Linked DNA regions of Manis pentadactyla: region 2 is linked to region 1. The links are chromatin contacts, called in public Hi-C maps. All regions are on one chromosome and are shown on one strand. Each heading gives the region's core, a stretch centred on a gene start, on an enhancer-like site or on the middle of the called end of the contact. The rest is flanking DNA. Distances are from core to core; before and after follow the strand shown.

What was found. A called contact is a pair of places that touch in the nucleus more often than the background predicts.
Region 2: a contact with region 1 is called in a Hi-C map of skin fibroblasts, with 5 times the contacts expected there. The contact joins the promoter of DNAJB14 here to the promoter of TRMT10A in region 1. A contact is called at or near these places in 2 of 3 Hi-C or Micro-C datasets (blood and skin fibroblasts).

Annotation. Positions count from the first base shown.
Region 1 is chr5:83,753,270-83,756,865 of mManPen7.hap1, reverse strand. It overlaps TRMT10A (tRNA methyltransferase 10A), which reads left to right and starts at 2,283. Exons shown (of 8, transcript XM_036914052.2): 1 at 2,283-2,492.
Region 2 is chr5:84,080,236-84,083,514 of mManPen7.hap1, reverse strand. DNAJB14 (DnaJ heat shock protein family (Hsp40) member B14) reads left to right here and starts at 1,966. Exons shown (of 8, transcript XM_036914038.2): 1 at 1,966-2,499. The coding sequence starts at 2,367. It overlaps LOC118926723 (histone H2A.Z), which reads left to right. Exons shown (of 5, transcript XM_036914043.2): 4 at 10-139; 5 at 405-845. The coding sequence ends at 466.

The DNA.
Region 1 (3,596 bases), core at 1,034-3,533:
GCTCAAAATTGTATTTAGTATGTTTTCGTGTTATAAAATTCGGTTCTATCTGTAGCCCTCTTCTCATTCTACAATCTATAGTCCAGTTTAACAAACTGCTGACGATTGTCTGAATGTGGTCCACAGACATGTTTTGTTTAGCCTGCTCGTTTTTTTAAATAAACAGAATAGTTACCAACATTTAAAGATCAGATTTCACATAAAAATCCAGATTTTCATTTGCTCTTAAAAAATTAAGATCTGATATCATTAGGCTCACATACCTATTTGGCATTTGTACTCTGATTAAACAGGTAATGTGCTCTCAGGTTTGTGACATTTCTCCCAGATAGCCTCTCTCATTTGGTATCTTCTAGTCCTCATAGACATTGTAAGTTTATAACCCATGGACTATTATTATCTCTTTGATTACAACTTATGTTGGCCTAAACTACCAAATATGTGCTGACTTCAAGATGTTACTACTTAGATATCCTACAGACTCCCCCAAACTACTTTTTTTTCTAAACCTAATTTCCTTCCACTATTTTCTAAATGGCCCAGTTAACAGAATTACATTCTTACAGTTGTCCAAATTAGAAAAACCTTTAGGGTTATTCTTTCTTCTTTCTTCCTCATCCTACTCACAGCTTTTCATTCATGTGCCAAATTATGGCATGTCTTTGCTCTCACTGTCCTCAATATTTTAAATACCATTCCTTCCTTGATATTTGGAAAACTCCTACTTACTTTCCAAGATGGGGCAAATTATTCAGTTTCTAAAACCACATCCCCTGCCTCCAGGAGCATTTAGTTGCTCCTTTCCATGTACATGCATCTCAAATACATTATATGTTGTATAGTATGGTATTTATTTGCCATTGACTATCCCACTAGATTAGGGATTCCTTAAGGACAGAGATCATGATTTAATTAACTTCATATCAACAGTATTAAGACAAAAAGCATGGAACTCAAAAAACGTCCCAAATAAACACACAAATTTTACAAATCACTGGAAATAGTATTACTTATAGCATGACTTTACCTTCCCAAACTTTCTATATGTTTCAATCTCTGGTTAAACTGCCCCTTTTATTTTATTTGCTAGTACTTTTTTGGAGCTTGCTTTAGATTGATACTAGAATCATTTTAAATTTCGCACCATATAAGGTTAAATGGCTATGTCAAAAGAAAACCCATTGACTCCACTACTAATGCATAAGGGATTTTAAAGTAATTTGAAAATTTTGTTTTAAATATCTAAGGATGGTATTAACTCTGAAAAAAAAATGTAATTATTCATAAGGCAGATCCAGAGGGACAACTGAACAGCTGTTGAAAAGATTTGGCATAGCACTGTGCCAGCTTGAATTTAATGACCTACATGTGAAGGGCTCCATATCCAATTACTAATCCTCCCTCAGCTACTCTTGGCCCTGATATGGAGGTAGCTGAAAAAAGATGCCCTACTAACAGACCACAAACGAATCCAGACTTCGTTGTCAATGCTCAGTTAAGAGACCTTTTAGATTTGAGAGGAGAAAGAAACAGAAAGTGATTCACATGGTCTTATAGCTGACAGCTTTTCAAGTAAAATTTGAGCGTTTCAAGAGTGACTTCAGTTTTGTGACTAAACTTAGAGAAATTTCAATTATTTTAGAAAACAAATTCTGAACTGAATTTTCTATTCACTGAAATCTTTAAATATGTTCAAATATGTTCTCAAAAATAAAAAATAATTTACTTCAGCATTCTTTCCATGAGATGGCAGTCTACTATTCATTCAAACCTCATTCTTATCTTCAAATTCTGCAATAATCATCTTTTAGCAGTAGAACCAAATCAAAAACCAAATACAAAAGACAATCTAAGGGGCTAAGTTTCGGTTTTGCTTCAGTTGACTTGATCTGTATATTTAGCAAAAAGGTTAAATATGGTTAAGTATTATAAACAATGAAATGTCACCTATTTTGCATAACAGCATTGGAAAAACCATACAAGAAATGAATGGAGATATTAAGAATTTGACTCAGATTTTAAATTTTATTTTCCATTTGTGTAAAATCACGTGATACTGGCAACCCTCTTCCGTATACATTTTAAGTAGTTTAGGCAAGAGAGGCTTTCCTCTCTTCAACACAAATGAATTCAGAGCTCTACGTCACTGTTTGGAACTTTTAAGGGTAGTAATTTTTAACACTACCCCACTTCACCCCAATCCCCATAGGAATATATGAAACGAATACACACGCACAGGACGGACTCGCCTTGAAGAGGAAAAACACCACTGCAACCACCTCCCACTCCAAAATCGCTAACTCCAGACCCCGCCCCATATTAAACTCCTTCCCCTTTTTCTCCCACTGCAGCGTGAAGTTGGCGCAGTTAGATGACGTAAGAGGAAACGCCGCGACCTTGTCCGTGTTAACTATGGTTCCTGCCTCTGGGAGTTGGAGTTTCCGAAGGACTCGTGAGCAACATCCAGAAAGGCTTTCTGCCCATGCTCTCAGGTACCCCGACAACTCCTCCTTACTCCTCCGTAGGTCTTCTGGCACTCGCCTACCCTTTCGCACCCTCTGGGCGCCAAAGTGGCGAGGGCCAACGCCGCCCTCATCAAGCAACTAGGGCTTCCGGGGAGAAGGGGAGTGGCAGGGAGAGGGGCGGGGACAGCAGAAGCGGTCGCAGCTACCCCGTCCCCGAGGGAAATGACGTCAGAGAGAACGCTTCTCCGCCAGCGCCGCCGACTGCTCCCTGATTCACTAGCTGCAGTTTAGTCCCGCTTCCAGCGTGCGTCGGCCGCGGCAGGGAGGGAGGGCGGGGCGGGACTCTGCCTACCCCGTAGGGCGCCTACGTTCGACGTATTTGGGGTCGGTCTCTAATTTCCTGTGAAGAGAGTTTACAAAAAATGGCAAGAGGGGTATGTGGACTGTGAAGACGAGTTGTGGTTCTGCCACGTGGTGGCTGGAGACTGGGGGCAAGTCTCTGTGCCTCTTGAGAGCTGCTTTGCCTCGTTTTTCCGACGAGGCGTGGACGAGACTAAGCGCTCTGACCTGTGCGGAGAGCCGGGGGCAGTCGCTGCAGGTGCTGCGTCCCCAAGAGGTGGTGAGCTGAGGACCGTTTGAAGAAGACTGAGGTGTTACTTGATTTCACTGAAACATTTTAGGTGTTGAATTTCGGGCATTTTTTTTTTTTTAGAAATAGAGGATATCAACAGATGACTATCACTTTTTTTGGTTTGTGTTTTACCTCCCGCAGCCCAGCCTGGCCCTCTGTCCGAGGCACCTGGCCGCTGAACCAGAGCCTTCGCTACTGCAGATCTGGCAAAGATTTGGAAAAGGGTATTTTTTCCCTATTACTGTCAACTCATTTAATTCCACTCTGCAGTTATTGGATATTCTTTTGGATCTTGCTGGAAGGAGGCTGTGTCACAAATTATGAAGACTATATTTTAGCCCAGTCAAAATCCATGGAAGTTTTTTTTTAACTTTTCTTATGGCCATTCAGTGATTTATGATGTGTGTCCTCACTCCCGAAACTGTGCTACGTGGAAATACAAAGAAGACTGAGATACTTTTTTACGTATTCATCCCACCCCAAAAAGTCTTAGTTATCTT
Region 2 (3,279 bases), core at 717-3,216, 330 kb before region 1:
GCCTTCTAGGTACTTGAATTGGCAGGAAATGCATCAAAAGACTTGAAGGTAAAGCGTATTACCCCTCGTCATTTGCAACTTGCCATTCGTGGAGATGAAGAATTGGACTCTCTCATCAAGGCTACAATTGCTGGTGGTGGTATGTAAATACTGAAATTCTGTTACCTTAGAAAAAAGAATGCTTTTTTAAATCTCCCATTAGTAATTTTTAGTCTAGGGCACTTAAGTATATTTTCACTTACGTGTAGAATTGTTCATCATGAAAATTGGTAAGTAAAACTTAATTTGAACACTTGAACTTCACATTTAAAGGCATTTTCCAAGCTTAAATAAACTGTCTTGATTTTAAATACTGTGTGATCTTAAATATTAAAAAGTAGACTTAATCCCTGTCTCTCTTCTAGGTGTCATTCCACACATCCACAAATCTCTTATTGGGAAGAAAGGACAACAGAAGACTGTCTAAAGGATGCCTGGATTCCTTATTATCTCAGGACTCTTAAGTACTCTTAACAGCTGTCCAGTGTTGGTGATTCCAGTGGACTGTATCTCTGTGAAAAACACAATTTTGCCTTTTTGTAATTCTATTTGAGCAAGTTGGAAGTTTAATTAGCTTTCCAACCAACCAAATTTCTGCATTCGAGTCTTAACCATATTTAAGTGTTACTGTGGCTTCAAAGAAGCTATTGATTCTGAAGTAGTGGGTTTTGATTGAGTTGACTGTTTTTAAAAAACTGTTTGGATTTTAATTGTGATGCAGAAGTTATAGTAACAGACATTTGGTTTTGTACAGACATTATTTCCACTCTGGTGGATAAGCTCAATAAAGGTCATATCCCAAACTAGTTGTGTTTTAAATTTGCTTAATTGTAATAGGAACCCCTTTCTTTTGAACAGGTACCTCATCGACCAATAACTTGAAATTAAGCCCTTAATTCTGTTAAGTCACAAGGCCCAAGTGTAATTTTAATGTTATGTAATTGAGCTATTAAAGATTAAAAACTTGGCAAGGTCTGAAATTGGTAAGTTACTGTTTTTTAGACTATGTTTGACCACCTCAGTTTTTCGGCTGTGTTTGCTTATATGACAGCACTACAACAGTGCACGGTTATTGTGAAGATTTGGAGAGGGAGATAGCAGGTAGGGAAGTACTGTGTATATATAGCTCTCCCTATAGAAGGAACTTTGAATTTAGATTTTGAAGATTCAAACTATTTTCTGTGTGCTACACATTTTGAAGCCTGAATTAATAGTTCAGTACTTTGTAATATGAAGGACACATTTTGAGGGGAATACTATTACCATTTTACAGAGAAGAATTAAGACTTGAAAGTATTGAGTTATGGTATTTGATAGCATAACAATAGCTTGACAACACTAAAAATGAGTATTCTGTGATTGGGTTGAGGGGATCATTTTGACTTTCTGGCAAATTATTTGTCTTAAAGGCTTTTTGTGGGGGGGGTAGGGGGTTAAAATTTACCAACCAGAAAGTGTCCTTTTCCACCCACTAAGGAGACCAAAGTGACATGGTGTACATTTCACAGGGGCAATGTCATGAAAATAAAAGAAAACCAAACCACTTGGTGGTGGGTACATTCCCAAACAGCCGGTTCCTGCCATGTTTTGGTCATAAAGGAGTAAGGTTAGGGCTTTTCACCGGAGTAATTACAAACTACAAATTAAACCAGTTGCTTTATACCTCTTGGATGTACTTAGAATTTAGTGAAATCTAGGTCAGAAAAATTGTGTAGCTGAAATCAAATGGCCATAAAACGGGCCCGGAGATACGGCCAAGCGACGCTCTAACGCTCTCAACACCTGTGCCGGAAGCGCTGCGTAAGGACTGACAGCGCGGCCCTCACCTGACCGAATCCTCCCAGGCTGTGGGCCCAGAGACGGGGCAGTCCCCGGGAATTCTGAAAACGGGCGGCCTTTCCCCCGTCCATTCCCCTGGCCGCCTGGGAAGAGAACACCCGCCCCGCCGCCGCGCGGCAAGGTCAAGGGGCGCGGCGCTGCCCGTGCGGCGGCGGGGTCACCTCGGCGGGAGCCCCTGCAGGCGGCCGGGCTGGCCAGCCCCGAGCTGGGCCCCGCGCACGGCCGGCCGAGTCGGCTGGGACGCCCAGGCCCGAGGGCCGGGAGGTGTGCGGCTCGCGCCGTAGCGGCCCGCGGGGGGCGGGGAGGCCGCCGTGAGGAGGCGGAGCTGCGAGCCCGCCAGTCCGCCCGGGCCGCCGCCGCCGCCGTGGTGCCCTGCGCTCCTCCCTGCTCACCTCCGCACGCCCCCGCCCGGCCGGCCTCGCCTCGGCGGCCGCGGCTTCCGCCCGTCGTAGCTTCGCTGCCGGTGAAAACGGAAAAAGGCGTAGGCCATGGAGGGGAACCGGGACGAGGCGGAGAAATGTGTCGAGATCGCCCGGGAGGCCCTAAACGCCGGCAACCGCGAGAAGGCCCAGCGCTTCCTACAGAAGGCGGAGAAGCTCTATCCACTGGCCTCGGCCCGCGGTGAGGCCCTCAGTGTCCTTTCCCCCGTGCCGGGTCCCCTCCCCCAGCGCAGCCTTCTCGGAGCCCCGGGCCCGGGCCTGCCCGACCCCCGCTGGCCCCGGGACGAGCGTCCCGACACGCCCCCGCCCGGCCCCGACCGGCCCGGTCCGCAGTGCCCCAGCCTCCCTCAGCACCGGCCTGCCTTCGAGATGCCGGCCCGTGTGGCCAGTTCCCCCGGCCGTGTTCCTGAATACCCAGCTGTCATTCTCCCAGGGGATTTGTCTGCTCTGTCTTACAGAGTGGGGCTTTATAGATGGGTGTTTGGTTGTATGGCCCCTCTTCCTCATCTCCCTCAAATAAGGCGTAGGCCCCTAATGAAATGAGAGGAACAGGGAACTCTAGTGTCAGTGTACACAGGTCTCAGGAGTAGAACACTGTTCCTAAAGCAAACATTTCGAACACCTGAGATGACATTGCTTTTTCCAGGGAGAGAGTTCCTTTAGAAGAGGGGAGCACATTTGGCAAGCATGATAGTTGAATTCACCCTGTTGGTGTCCTGCTCTCTAGACTTTAAAGTAATAATTAGCCAACATTTATCGAGCACTTAACAAAGTGCCAGACCTTGTGCCTAGTGTTTTATATAAATTATTTCTTTTACTCCTCAGAACAAAACTCTTTAGAGGCACAGGATTCTTTTGAACTGAAAAAGACAAATGAAACAGACTTTTTGATGAATGAATGAGTGAATGAAAATATCCTACCCAAGGTCACACAGTATTAAAGTCAGAATAGTACTTGAGC